Linked DNA regions of Mus musculus: region 1 is linked to region 2. Evidence: chromatin contacts called from public Micro-C data. All regions are on one chromosome and are shown on one strand. The core of a region is the stretch at or near the end of the contact, and the rest is flanking DNA. Distances in the headings are between cores, read along the strand shown.

Region 1 (7,547 bases), core at 3,323-5,822, 82 kb before region 2:
GCTATAAAAAATGAAACCTTTTTTTTTTTTCTGGTGATTTTTGGTGTTTTTTTTTTTTTTTTTTGGCTTTTTCAGACAGGACAGGGTTTCTCTGGGTAGCCCTGGCTGTCCTGGAACTCTCTGTAGACCAAGCTGGCCACAGACTCTGAGATCCCTCTCCTCTGCCTCCTGAGTGCTGGGATTAAAGGTATGTGCTACCATCCCCTAGGTGAAATCTGTCTTTTAAGGCTGACCATACAACTTTCAAGCTCACGGTCCACCAGCAGCATAATAGCCCCACCCCAAGCCCACAGAGGTGCTTAGACACATCATCTCTAACTCCCCTCCACTGCTTGTCATGACATTCTGACTCAGCATATGCCTAGTGTCTGCCCAAACTGATGACTTCCACATCTGCAGAGACCCAAAGGCCAGTGCTAAGAACTTGGCTGCTTTCTGTGCCTAATTGCTTCCTTTTGTTGGAGCGGCTGGAGTCAGATCCTGGCTCTCCTCTCACTGTTCCTGTCTTGGTGCTATCCAGGTTGCTGTGCCTTGAAGGACCATTTATAGATTATTCTTCCATTCCTTTAATCCAGGCCCCTCCTGAACACCAGGTTCTTTCCTCTCTACCCACTTCACTGTTCCACTTGGACAGTCAATAGTGTCTCTGAATTCATGTCTAAAACTACTTGTGAGTCTAGCTACTTAGCACCCCAAGTCTGGTCCTCTCATAGTTCTCCATATCTCAGCCAAAAGCCTTTATGTGTGGCTTTCAATTTCTCTCTCACATCTAGCATCGGCAGATGCTAGGCCTCACCCTCAGACAGTGTTGGTGTCTAATCTCAAGCCCTTCCCATTACCCACTTGAACCTCTCATATGAACTGCAGTGATTGCCTCCCCATACTAACTAGGCCTTTTTGTCCTACCTCTCACAGTGGATTCTCAGCCCCTCAAAACCAAGTGTTCTTTTAAAATATGTCAGGTAAGATCACTGCTATGTGGGAAATCTCACTCTGGCTTCCTTTCCTATATGCATGCTACTTCTCTAAGCCATACCCCCTTGTCACACATACCCAGCCACCCAGACCTCTGGGTAGCAGCACACACCAGCTAAGCTCCACTGCTGCTCGTTTACTCTGGCTACACCTTCCATGTCAATTCCACTCTGTCCCAGTATCTGCAGAACAAACCGCTCCTCCCCTAAGCCTTTCTCCTACTGCCTCACTGTGATCTTTCCCCATCTACCCTGTGACGAGGAATTGAAGTCAGCAACTTGACTAGGCCAAGGAATACTGCGCTGGCAGCCTTACGTGAGGGGTGTTTTGGAGGGTGTTTGGGTAGTAATTATTATGTGAGTCTGAATGCACTGAGTACAAAGCATAGAGCAAGATCCTGAATGAGCAAATCTAGAGAATGAAGGAGACTCTCCTCTGAGAGCTGAAACAGACTTTCATGTTTTGGAATCAGAATGCTAGGCCTTATATACTACAGCTCTGAGTCCTCAGGCTCACAGCCTTAGATTAAAAGCAACACCGCAGGCATCCTTGTTCTTTGGCACTGTGGCACCCTAGGGTCCCGAGCTTGCAAATGGCCTATGTTTTCTAAATATAAATCACTGAGTTTCTAAATTTTCAATCTGATGCAAAAGATACTTACACATCTTGAAATTCTTCTAGCGTTTTTTGTGGTGTGAACACATTTAACAAGCTAATTATCTGAAAAGAGAAAATTAATTATACTTTAGTATGTCAGATTGAGTATAAAAATTGGTGTACACTGAAATGTATTAAAGGTAGAAAAATGATTGCAGAACCCAATATTTCTCATTACTATGGTTGTTACCAAAGCATCCTAGTGCACAGCATTGGAATACTTAACCACCAACTGGAAGTAAGATGTGCTTTTAACAGAATCACTCACATGACCCTAGTAACTTAAATCATTACTATGGAATTTAAATATATGTAAAATATAAAAATAATGGTTGGAAAAGCACTATGCTGGGGGCTGGAGAGATGGCTCAGTGGTTAAGAGCACTGACTGCTCTTCCAGAGGTCCTGAGCTAAATTCCCAGCAACCACATGGTGGGCTCATAACCATCTATAGTGAGATCTGGTGCCTTCTGCTAGCCTGCAGTATACATGCAGGTAGAACGAGATATATCTTAAGTATCTATGCTATGCTAGCATAGTTTCCACTGTGCTAACTGGAAATTCAAATACTATATGTAACTTTCTGAAAAGTTTTTAAATAAGAAGGCTGAGCTTATACTTTATGGTGATGAATATGAGGTCTCATAGCCTTATATTCCCTTACGGGGCTAAGCAGCCAATCTTACTGCTTGCTCCTTGTGGCCTCTGTGTTTACAAACCATGTGTTTCAAACACACACCCTCAGTCATTTCACATGAACAAGAGAAAGGGTAATTACTCATCAGATAGAAGGGGTAACCAGCAAGAATGGGAAGGAAACTGTATCCACCTTCAGTCTTGGGAAACAAAATGGATAAAGTCTAAAATTCTAAAGTATAAAGCAGAGAAGAATATGGGCAAACATTCTATTTCCTGGTGTAACAAAGTATTTTAAACATGATAGGAAACCTAGGATATTTAACTACATTAAAACAAAGCCAAAATTAAATAAAAAATCAGCATACTAGAGCAACATATGAGATCAAATGGGAAAGGGGGAGAAACAGTTGAAGCTGGGCATGGGTGGCATTTCTCTAACTTTAGGACTTACGAGGCTGAGGCAGGAGATTGCAAGTTTAAGGACAGCCTCAGAGTTCAAGGTTAGCCTGGGCTATATAGCAAAATCCCCAAATGGAAAGGGTTAATAACTTTGATATGTAAAATCACCTACAAGTGATTTTAAAAAGATACCAAACAGTGTAAGATAAAAGTAGAGCCGCAACCATGAAAAGCAAATTTTCAATGAATAAACAGTTGGGGCTCGAGATATGGCTCAGTGAAGACTTGAGTTCAGACTCCTAGCTCCCACACAAATGTCAATGGGAATGGTGTCCCACTTGTATTTTCGGGGCTCAGAAGATGGAGACGGGATCACTAGGGCAAGCTGGATAGCTAGACTAGCCAAATTAGCAAGCTCTAGGTTCAACTGAGACATCTTGCCTCAGTATATAAGGTGGGGAGTAATTCATAAAGACGCCTGACATCAACCTCCAGCTTTCACATGTGCACCCAGACCTGCACATACATACAGGCATGCTCACACATGTACAGATTTGTACACACATACATGCACACACATCCCATAAACATATGAAAAGAAATTCAACCTCACAGATTAAGATAAGATTATTTGTCATGTAGCAGACTGGCAGAAAGAAAAGCAAAACCAGTATCAGCCAGTGCTGGTGAATGTGAAGGAAGATGTGCCCTCAGAAGCCTCCCATCAAGCATAGCTGACAGTGCGCCCTGACGTCAGCTTGTCAGCGTGTATGAAAACCGGGGCTAGGCTGATTGTTTGGCTAGCAATAACCTGCCTGGATATGTAGACCAAGTTGTATGAAGAGGGCATTCATTACACCATGGCTTCTAACAGAAAAAGCAAAACTGGAAATAATCTACCCAACAAAATTATGTGTATCTTAGTTTGCTTTCCATGGCTGTTATAAAACACTGTAGCCAAACCTGGGGAAGACAGGGCTTATTTGCTTATAGTTTATAATCTATCAGAAAGGAAAGTCAGGGCAGAAACTCAAGCAAGGAACCTAGAGGCAGGAACTGAAGGTGAGGCCATGGAGGAACATAGCTTACGGCTTGCTCACCTTGTTTTTTAAACACAGTCTAGGAGCACTGGGCCCTCCCACATCAATCACAGACTTGCCTATAAGCCAGTATGATGAAGGCATTCTCACAATTGAGGTTCCCTTCCCCAGGTGACACTAGCTTGTGTCAAGTTGACAAAAAACAACAACAACAACAACAACACAACCCAGCACAATTTGTTAACTAAATTATTATATATCTGTATATACAGCCACTTAAAAATATATTACAGTTGTGTCTATTAAAGTGTATGAAATTTATCAACATTCTTCTTGGTATAAAAAGAGGAATAGTAGCATACTTGGTCTCATTTATACATATGTAAATATACATAAGCAAGGATGCTTACTGAAATGCTCACACTTGTGACTGGTGGTTGAAGGCCCAGGGATTTTTGCTTTCTAACTTATACTACCTGAATTTTTAAAAATAATAAACATATCTTTGTAAAGTGACAAAATTGAAGAGTAAAATAAAACAAACATTGAACCAACTAAAACCAATTCAAAAACCAAACTGAGTGGAGGTGAGGATATGGCTCAGAGGCAGAGTACTTGCCTTGTGTACATAAGAGCTTGGATTCAATCCCCAGCTTCCCCCCAAATTAAAAGAATACAATGTGACAAAAGAATAAACTGATCTTAGTGGCATACTCAATGTCACCATATAGAGAGGTCTAGCACAAGTATTGAGACAAAGGGGAACATAAACTGTTTAGTACAATCTTAAGTAGTCTCCACTCATCTAAAACTGGAGACAGATGTCATAGACTGATCTCTTTCAGGGGCTGAGAAGAGGGAAGGGGGTAAAGGCACTGTCACAAACTGATAACTGACCTGAGTGAGATCCCAGAGTCCCACATAGAACCTCTCTCCTAAAGAGAACCAATTGTGGTCAGGGTCAGGGTTAGGTGATAGGGCTAAGGTTAGGGGTTAGGTAAGGGTCAGGGTCAAGGTTAGGGACTGATTCTGGCAGGTTATTTATTCTCAGGGTTAGGGTTAGCTGTTAGGATGGGGTAGGGTTGGTATCAAGATTAGGCTCACCTGGCAGCTTGTCCTCTCACCTCCACAGTGAGCAGTGGCATCCCCCCCCCCAATAACTAGATGTAATAAAGAATATTTTTTAATTTTTGAAAAAAATGTAATCTATTTTATAGTTTCTCTCCTCATCAGCCAATCTTCGGTCTGGTCACACCACTAACATCAAAGCACACAAAGGAGCGCCATGACTTACGTTTTTATGATTGACACACTTTAAGAGGACGAGTTCACGGTAGGCTCTCTTTGCGTGCGTTTGGTTCTGAAAAGGACGACTTAACTTCTTGACAGCCACATTTATCCCAAGAACTGTATCAAAAGCAGCACTATAATTAGGAAATATAATAAACAGCCTATTAAAATGGCTTTTGAAAATAGCAATGGAGAAATACATTTGATGTACTGTCTTTCAAAGAGAATAACAAGGCAAGGAGAAATGTTTCTGCTCTTCCCCAATCAAGCTTTATGTACATCCAGAAAGTGAAGTGGCCGGGCTGGACGGGCTAGTCCCTCCCCAGAGGCACCATGCTTTTTGGCTGCAGCTGGAGAGGGATTCAGCAATTCTTCCTACTTATAATTTTCAGTTAGCTAAGATTAGCAGGTTCAGAACCAGGTAATTTAATCCAAAGCACAAAACTCAGGTCAAGGCACGAAATTTTCCATTTAACACAACAAGAAATTTAAAACTTCCTTGTTATCACTGATTAAAATGTCAGTATATTCTGGAAATGCCATAGTTGAGCTCATGGAAGGAATTTAATAAATCTGTTTTGACTGATTATGCTTTCCCAGGCCAAAGACTCTGAAAGGAAACAGAAGCCAAAGTCTCAGCTCACGGTAAACTACCAAGATACAAACTCCCAATGTAAGCACTCGCTATATATAAAATCGTGCAGGAAGTGATGCGTCCTTGTGTAGTGTGAGTAAGATCTGAAGCTCCAGTTTCCAGCGCTCACATCCCTTCATGGAAGTCAGTGTTAATTTTTCTGCAGAGACTAGCTATGGAGAGCGAGAGGCATGATGACATGTCTTAGGGTTTCCAGCTAACAATACTGCGTCGTCATGCAGAGGTCTTCTGATGGCTCAACAAGGGCTCAGGACTGCTACGTACAACCTGGGAGCCCAGGCGTCTCCTTAAACACCGCTTCTGGGAGTTTATTCTATTTGTAATATTGTTTATCTTTATCCCTTTCTGTTAATTCTTTCTGCTCAATAACTCTAATGTAATTAGACCTGTTTTTAACTTAAAGACTGGCCATTGTGGAACTGTCTAAGGAAAACCACTGCATTTATTACATTTATATGGATATGTATATATACAAGTCATAGGTGAGCCCACATGCTCAAAGGTAAGTTCACTACTCATATGAATATATGGTATAAAGATCTATTGTAAAATAAATCATTAATAAACCTGTGTGCATGTGTACACTTGTATGTGTGTTTCTTGGATTCACCTTTCTGATCTCAAAAGATTCTGTCTGAATTTTTAGACAAACAAGAATAATGACTGAGTTCAAGGGCTACACAGAACAGCACGGTGTCTTCAGTTAATAACACTACTACTACACTGTGTAATTTTTTTCTTTTCTTTATTTTCTTTTTCTTCTTTGAGTCAAGGTTCTCTATGTACTCCTGAAACTTGCTATGTAAATCAGGTTGGCCTTGGATTCACAGTTATCTGCTTGCCCCCTGACTCTGGAGTATTGAGATTAAAGGTGTATAACTGCCTTACTCAGCTTATACTGTGTTCTTTAAAATTGCTTAAAAAAGTAGATGTTACATGTTCTCACTGCAGAAAACATGTAAGAAAACTGTATATGTAAATTAGCTGAATTTAGCTACTTTATAATATATATGTATTTGAAGCACTCTATGTATGTGTGTATGTATATGCATGTGTTTCTCTCTGTTCTCTCTGTGTGTATTTATGTATGTATATTTATGTTTCTCTTTTGTGTGTGTGTGTATGTATGTATGTATGTACTGGCTAGTTTTTTACCAACTTGATAAGCTGGAGTCATTTTGCTAGAAGGAATTGAGTGAATGCCCTCACTAGACTGCAGAGCCTTTTCTTGATTAGCGACTATGTGGAAAGCCCAGCTCACGTGGGTGGTACTACCACTGGGTATGTGGTTCTAGATGGTATACGAAAACAGTCTGAACAAGCCAGGAGGAGCAAGTCAGTACGCAGCCCTCCTCATGGCCTCTGCTTCAGTTCCTGCCTCCAGGTTCCTGCCCTGGCACCCCTTTCTTCCTCTCCTCATGTTTTAGATTCTGGTGTCTTATCACAGCAATAGAAACCTAACTAAGGCAATAAAATAAACACATATACCTATATCAATAAAACATTTTTTGATGTACAAAATTACTCAAATGAACTAGTTCTAAACGCATGGAGACAAGCTCCTCTACTCCTGCCTGTCCCAGCTCCAGAACAACTCGTAACTCAAAGGGACAGACACTGCCTAGTATGAAACTGAGGGTTTAGCCACCTACTTGGCTCCTCCCCACCCTCACAGCCTTATTTGATGGTACGTCAGGGTTTCCTGTAATGCACTTTACCTTGCTCTTCCCCAATAACATAAGGTGACTAGTACGCTTTCCCCTGCTCTCTTTATCTCTTTATCCTCCTCTTCCTCCAAACCTTTGTCTTAAACAGTCATGCTTGCTAGCATCTTCATTTTAAACTGACAGCTAGGCCTCTGTGCTGTTTCCCCCAGCTGTCTATAAACACTG
Region 2 (7,548 bases), core at 2,686-5,185:
CTGCCTTTAATTCCAGCACTTGGTAGACAGAGTGCTCTATGAGTTCAAAGCCAACCTGGTCTATGTAGAGAGTTCGAGGCCAGCCAGAGTCACATAAGACTATGTCTTTAAAATGAAAGCCAAAAAAGAGATCCCAAAAGCTGCCTCTCCCCTTCCTCCATGTGAAGACATCCATACAAAGAGCCAAATGATCCAGACACAGAATCTGCCAGTGCCTTGATTTTTGGACTTCCTCATCTCCAGAACGTTGAAAAACTAGATTCTACTGATTGTAAGCCTCCTGTGGTGTTTTGTTGTAGTAACTTTACAGACAAGGACAGCTGGTGACGGTCTTTTATTCCCCCCTTCTCTCCATTATCTGGTACTGCCTGAGCTCATTCCACCCCAACTGTTTCAGTTGTCTCAGAAACAAACAAACAAACAAACAACAAACAAACAAAACAAAAAAGAAAAAAACCAACTAAACAAACAAAATTCCCAAACAGAAACTCTGCAGAAGCAAAGGAAGCCTCACACCTAGAGGTCATTAGTTTATCTCACAAATATTCTCCACACTGCGTCTTTCCTGAGTGACAGCAAGGGGGAAGAGAGAAACTCATCCCATTTACCACGCTGGGACGCTCTGAGCAAGCATATACAGAAACCTATGTACAGGAGAGGGAGGGAGAAAGGGGCAGAAAAGCTTTAGAGAGAGTGGGAGCTCAAAAGAGTATATCCGAGTTTACCTTCTAACTGAAGCTTCTAAGCCAGGAAGGAATTCAGCTAAGGAATGGAATGAGGGGAGGGGATGCGGGGTGGGGTGGGGGTGAGTGTCACAGAAAGTAAGTGTTGTGTGATTGATGGTATCCTACACCTTATCAGAACTAAATGCCTCCAGAGTTGAAGCAAATGCTATAAACAAGGAAGGCATAAAGAAGAGAGGAGGCAATAGAGAGTAGTAGGGACTGTGGAGACAGGGATCATAAGCCCCATTTTAGACTCTTCTAAGTACCAAAAAAAAAAAAAAAAAAAAAAAAGATACAATGTTGATTCTGGCTAGTGAGCAAAGAGGGTATAGAGAGGGGAATGAGACCCATGTTTAATATTTCAAGGTAAATATTTCATGTCCCATTAACTTATTTACTCTACAAACAGGATTTTCCTGAAGGCATCAGAGAGGCTCCTGGGAGTATATCTGTTTGCTGAGCTGATCTAGGATGCCACAGGAAAACCCAGAAGTGTAGGTGCTCTGAAGAGCGGCAAGGGGACACAGTTGTAGCTGGTTAGTCAGTGGTCTGCCTGCTCCAACAGAGCTCCCTTTGTTTGGATCCCAGAAAGGAAGGGATCCCAGTAGCCTGGACTGTGGTGAGGAGTTCACCCTAAGGCTTCAAGTGTGGGGCAATGACCCATCAGAACCAGAGAGGATGCATTAGATAAACAGCTTGTTGCTGCTGATTCTACACAATTCTTTTAAAATAGGAAGACCATGGGAGTCCCGGCACTCAGGTGGCAGAAATAAGTGGATTTCACTATGAATTCTAAGACAGCCTAGTTTACATACCAAGTTCCAGGCCAGCCAGAGCTCCATAGTGTTGGACCCTGTCAAAAACAAAACAAAACAAAACAAAATGAAGAGGAGGAGGAGAGGAAGAAGAGGAGGAAGATAATGATTGATGATGACGATGATGATGATAAAAAAAATGAGGGAAACTCTAAGCTTGTTGAACAGTCAAAGCCAAGGCCAAGGGCAGCTGTAAGACATTCTGATCTCCACATTCTTACCATGATACACACACACACACACACACACACACACACACACACACACACACACACACACTACAATACTCTTTAAAAAGCCAACTAAAGACTCCTACTGCTGTTAGCGTTGGGTAAAGGGTTCAAATACACAGTGAGATGCTCAGAGAACTAGGATCAGAAAGCCAGAAGGGTTCATGAAAGGCCTGCCTTCCAGAGTCCTCCAGGACACCCCAGAAGCAACTCAGAGATAGGGCAAGGTCTCTGCACAAAGGACATTGTTGACACCCCCCAAACCCCAAGGACCAGATCTACATACTTTTGCCAGGAAGAAGTATGTGCCCTTTGGAGGTTATAACAACCTTGCTCACAGGTCCATTGTGGACCTCAAGGCTTCTCAGAATGCATCCTTTGGGGAGGGTGCCATGATTGCATATAGGAGGTGCCTTGAACAGTTCAGGTCACTCACTGGAGCCTCTAGGGTGTTCGAGGCGGGTTAGGGGCTAATGACTAAGGCAGGCCTTCATCTTCAGTTTCCATCTTCTGAAGGACCCGCTTTTAAATCTCTTCACCATATTTTGCCTGTGTACTGCACGTTTGCCCTGCTTGCAGTCTACCTTTAAGCACCACACCCAGCCACCCTGCTCTGTGCCCAGTGAAAGCATCTCATCCGGCATGCTTTCTGGCTTTTGGTTAGCCATGGCTAGTAGTAGACTGAAGTGTTAGAAGACAGAAGTGAAATCAACACATTTATCGAGACCCTCTTCTTTGCACTCCCTGGGATTGAACCCTCATGCATGGTAGAGAAAGAAGTACACTGCCACTAAGCTACATCCCCAACCCCCAGATGACCATCCTCCTAACCTTGCATATTCTTTTCAGTTAACCTGTATCTTAGCTAGGATTTCATTGTGAAGAGACACCATGACCACAGCAACTTTCATAAAGGAAACCATTTCACTGGGGCTGTCCTACAGTTTTGGAGGTTTAGTCCATTATCATCATGGTGGGAAGCATGGCAGCACCCAGGTAGGCATGGTACTGGAAGAGCTGAGAGTTCTATATCTTGATCCACAGGCAACGAGGAAAAGACTGTGTCACACTGGCCAGACTTGAGCATATATGAGACCTCAAAGCCCACCAGTGACACAGTTCCTCCAACAAGGCCACACCTCCTGATAATGCTACCCCCCCCCCCATGGGCCAAGCATTCAAACACTAGCATCTATGGGGGCCATTCCTGTTCAAGCCACCACACTGGCCTAGGGAGTAATTGAGGTGAATGAGCTATCTGAGTTTGTCTAGGGCTTTTCTGCTTTGAGCAGTTGAGCAACCTCTTAGCCCTAAGTAAACAGGAACAATCACTGTAACAGCTACCTGACGCCAGGAGCCCCTGGTATTGTTGGGTAGCTCGCTAGGTAGTAACAGGATTAGGGGACATAAGAGCTGGGTCCTCCCCTGGTAAACAACAGCTTCTAAAACCAAAGGGCTGGAGCTTTAAGGCTAATTATGACTGGTCACACATGTCCCCAGCCCTGAGAGGTGAGGTGACATCCTAGACTGCCTAGAATGTCATTAATTGATAACTATCTAAACCTGGACCCAGGAGCCCTAAACCTTAAAGATTACTATATAGTAGGAGGCTTTCTGATGAAGAATGAAGACATACAACCCCCACCTCTCACCCTGTAGAAATCAAAACATATAGACTGGTCTACCAGACCTAACATAAAGCTCCCAGAAAAAACTGCTTTCTAGAGATTTTAGAAATAATGTAAAATCTGCCCTAGGATAATACTAAGTAGCTACTTCTCCCAACCAGTGTCCCTCCTACCCCATATCTAGATGGCTTTAGAACATTTTGTGTGTGTGTGTGTGTGTGTGTGTGTGTGTGTGTGTGTGTGTGTGTGTGTTTTAGTGTTTTACTGGGGACTGAATTTAGGTCTTCAAACACACTGGTCAAGTGTTCTGCCATCGAGATACACTGCTAAGCAGTTCGCTCCTTCCTCTGAATGGAAACAATTCCTCCTGACAGAGGAAGGAGTCTCATGAGACTCAGTTTTCTGTACCTTACAAAGTTCTGGAAGCTCTGAAAGAAATTCACAAGGACTATCCCCACTGTGATGCAAGTCACAAGCAACTGAGGAGAGGAGACCCTGTGGTACAACTGCCAGCAAGTCGTGCGGGGAGCTGCAGGGACACGCAGCCTTCACAGGGCTCAGCCATGCTGCGTTTCAGTGATACAGCTGTTTTCAAGTCACCCCTGTAAGTAGCCCCCAAAGAACTCACTGGTAAGCCAAGCGAAGATAGGGTGGACTGTGTCTTTGTGTCACTCTATCTGGGATGAAAAGACATTTGTTTGTGTCTCCACAGGAAGAGTCTCGCAAGAAGTGTAGATAAGGATAAAGGTCTCTTTGGCTGTTGTCTACTCTCAACCCTGGAGTAAGTACCACACTCAGCAATAAGCTCCTCCTATCTGCTGAGATAAGCTCTGTCTGTCTTATCTGAATTCTTTAGATAGAGATCACAAGAGCCAAAGTGATCCCATGGAGCCAAAAGGAGTCAAGTGTGAGATTCTTGGTGACATTGCTGCTCTTCTGTTTCCTTGAATTCCTTTTTTTTTTCTTTTTTTTAAGAGACAGGGTTTCAAACCCAGTATGCAGCAGAGGATGACCTTGAACTCCTGTGGTCCTCCTGCCTGCATCACTTGAGTGCTGGGATACCAGGTGTGTATTAGCACATCAGACTCTTCCTTACGTTTTTTTTAAAAAACTAAGCTCAGAATAAGATCCCAAAACTATGCACTGAACTTCTAGTCTGTCATGACCACTGAGAAGAACTGACAATCCTAGCTCTCCCCCAAGGGTGACAATTGTCTCTGGCAATGAACCTGGCCATGTCCACAGAGGGGCTTGTGCTCAAGGTATTCTCATCCCCTTTGGAACTTGATGTTGGCTGCTCTTACCATCCAGGTTTCTGCCTATCTCCACAAGTAGCTGAACCAGTGTTCTCCTATACATTTCATCTTAGAATGGTATAGGTAAGGGTGGGTTGGGGGGAGATAGGGGTAGGGAATAGAGGCGGGCCCTCAATCTGAAGGTGAATTGCCTGTATTAGTCTGCTTTCTGTTGCTAAAACAAAATAGTGGGGGCTGATTAATGTACAAAGAAAACAGGCTCATAGAATATTTTGTAACTAAATAACTTACAGTTAGGCTGAAAGTCAAGCAGCACGGCCTTGGTTTCTGGGGAGGCCTTGTAGGGGGGATCTCATTATAATGGATGCTAGCATAATGGTATGAATGTTATCTTGTGATACAAGAAGCCAGCAATCAGGGAGTGGTCCATCTAACTATGATGACATCTTTATTTTGAAGACTTTTCAATGACCTAATGACTTCCCACAAGACTCTACCTCTCTTAGATCTTACATTACTCTCTCTTATCATTAGTTATGTTAAAAAAAAAACACAAACAAAAACTCTTTTACCCACTGAACCACCTCAGCTGCCAGGTTCTCCTTACATTACCTCGTTGAGACCCAAACTTCCAACATGCAAATCTTTAGCAGAAAATCACATAGAAACTATATCAATGTCTCTGCCAAGTTACCCAGGTCCATAGTGGCCTGTAGCTGTAAATCTTTGAGCCTGGAGCAGGGACAGCAAGTTAGGTTTGCGACTCAGAACCCTTTGCTCCATCAGTCAGAAGAAAAGGGTGAGCCATACAGACAGGGCAATAAAGCAGACATCTCAAGCAAGAGGTAGCCTAACCCAAGATCATGACCTGACCCCCAGAGCCTGCCTAGAGTCCTTCTCTGTCTCTATTGTAGCCTCTTGGCTGTGTTTACTGACATGGTTGGGTGAACCCAGCTGGTTCAGGAAGAAAGGCCTGTCTGTGTCTAAGCATGCAGAAATGGTGTCTTCTGGTGTGGCTAAAGCCAGGGGGGCACCTCTGTACCTGTTTTCCTGGAGATGGCACCCTTGGTTTCCTCTGTAGATTCAGGTCTCTGACTCTCAGCCTTGAGTCACATGAGCAATCAACACAGTGGCCGTGTTCTGCTGACTCCTCAAGTTTTGCTCATGTCCTGAAATAACTTTACCCCTCTACAAAAACCTCCTCTTAAAAATAGAAACCCAGCTTGTGTACCTCAACTCCCTTTCCTCAACAATATTATCTTTAGAACATGTTTCTCAGTGATAGCAGATATGCAGGCATCTATTTTTTGTTAGGAAAAAAACTCAAATGTGTACCAGAATAGCCTGAATTACCCTCATTACTCGTCTCCCGTAGTCAGCCATCATCAATATTTAATCAACTTGTTTTACTGACCACCCCCTCCCCCACTTTTTTTTTCTGGAACAAATTCTAAGATGATTAATTCACCATGTGGATTTACAAATGAAGATTCTTGTGGGCATAATACTACTTTAATATTCCCAAACACTTCCATTATCTCCAAAATATCCTTTTGTTATTTTTTTTCTGGTCCTAGAGATCAGATCTGTCTTACACATGTTAGACAAGAGTTCTAGCTGGGTGTGGTAGCTCTTGCCTGCAATCCTGGCACACAGAGGCAGAGGCAGAGGCAGAGGCAGAGGCAGAGGCAGAGGCAGAGGCAGAGGCAGAGGCAGAGGCAGAGGCAGAGGCAGAGGCAGAGGCAGAGGCAGAGGCAGAGGCAGAGGCAGAGGCAGAGGCAGAGGCAGAGGCAGAGGCAGAGGCAGAGGCAGAGGCAGAGGCAGAGGCAGGAGTACAGTGCTAGCCTGAGCTACACAGGAGCTCCATGACAGCCTTGGCTACATGATGAGAGCCTGTCTTGAAAAACAAAAGCAAAAAGTAAAACAAAACAAACAACAGGAGCCCTTCCACTGAGGTGAGTCCCTAGCCATACAGAGCATATGGTTATGGCTTATTTGTTTAAATCGGGGTACAAACAGCATCTAGCCATGGCAGTGGCAAGCATACCTCCGACTTTTGAGAGGGGAGAGCCCCAAGAGGACCTGGGAAGCTTCAGGTCCCCCTGCTGCTGATTCCTGTTGTTGCTTTAGCTATCGTTAGATTGCTGGTTTATCATTATAATTATTATTAGTGTGTGTGTATGGGTGTGTGCACACACATTCACACGTATATGGCTGTAAGTACGAGAGTGCCATGGTTTGTACGGAGGCCAGGGAACACATTTATAGGTTCCATTCCCATCTATGGGCATGTTGGTGTGCAGAAGGGCCTTCCGGTCCCCACAGCCAAGGTCTCTGTCACACATGCTTCTCAAACAAACACACAAGGATCATTTTCTTCATGTGACAATGCCAAGACAACCTCCAAAAGTCTCTCTCAGCTAGGATGTGTGACAGAAAAGCCATCTGGCCAACACCCGTCCCGAGGCCAGTGACCATTTCGTTTCAATCTGTGGTTTTGGGAGAAAATAATTAAGGCTCTGGATGCTGCCAACAGGGTGGCTCCATGCTGTCCTTGGCAATGACCCCTAAAGCGGAGCCCCGCCATGAAGCTCTCTGCCCTGGCTCCAGCCCCACCCACCAGTTAGCTCACTTACAGCATCAGAGGTAGTCATCCCTTCTCCATTGATGGCTATTGCTCCTTCCCTAGCTACAGGTCTCGGGCCCTCTTTTTGTCTCACTCCTGTGGGACAGGAGCCTGCCTCTGCTGTCCTCTAAACATCTGTGCTTGCAGGGTTCCCATCTGCCCTGTCGAAGGCCGGGAGCCAGATGTTCTCGGTCCTACTTTACAGACAGAGAAATCAAGGCTCTGGAAACTAACAGCTGTTGCCCAGGGTCCAAAGCCAGCCAGCCTG

Evidence for each region. A called contact is a pair of places that touch in the nucleus more often than the background predicts.
Region 1: a Micro-C map of the G1E-ER4 cell line shows a contact between it and region 2, with 1.7 times the contacts expected there. The contact joins two enhancer-like sites. A contact is called at or near these places in 16 of 39 promoter capture datasets (the 3T3-L1 cell line, 3T3-L1-derived adipocytes, the HPC-7 cell line and 10 more), 5 of 484 Hi-C or Micro-C datasets (the G1E-ER4 cell line, LSK cells, myocytes and 1 more), 2 of 115 datasets of contacts at active chromatin or transcription factors (double positive thymocytes and embryonic stem cells) and 2 of 9 other capture datasets (adipose tissue and pancreatic islet).

Annotation. Positions count from the first base shown.
Region 1 is chr11:49,861,131-49,868,677 of GRCm38.p6, reverse strand. It overlaps Mapk9 (mitogen-activated protein kinase 9), which reads right to left. Exons shown (of 12, transcript NM_207692.2): 3 at 5,005-5,134; 4 at 1,637-1,695. Among named protein-coding and RNA genes, the nearest start is that of Mapk9, 18 kb to the right of the region's middle. Within about 2 kb of position 4,572, at least 4 of the 459 cell types and tissues checked have an H3K27ac peak or open chromatin away from gene starts, as enhancers often do. A contact at or near this core is called in the G1E-ER4 cell line, where this site is marked.
Region 2 is chr11:49,778,673-49,786,220 of GRCm38.p6, reverse strand. No RefSeq gene overlaps it. Among named protein-coding and RNA genes, the nearest start is that of Gfpt2, 12 kb to the left of the region's middle. Within about 2 kb of position 3,935, at least 12 of the 459 cell types and tissues checked have an H3K27ac peak or open chromatin away from gene starts, as enhancers often do. A contact at or near this core is called in the G1E-ER4 cell line, where this site is marked.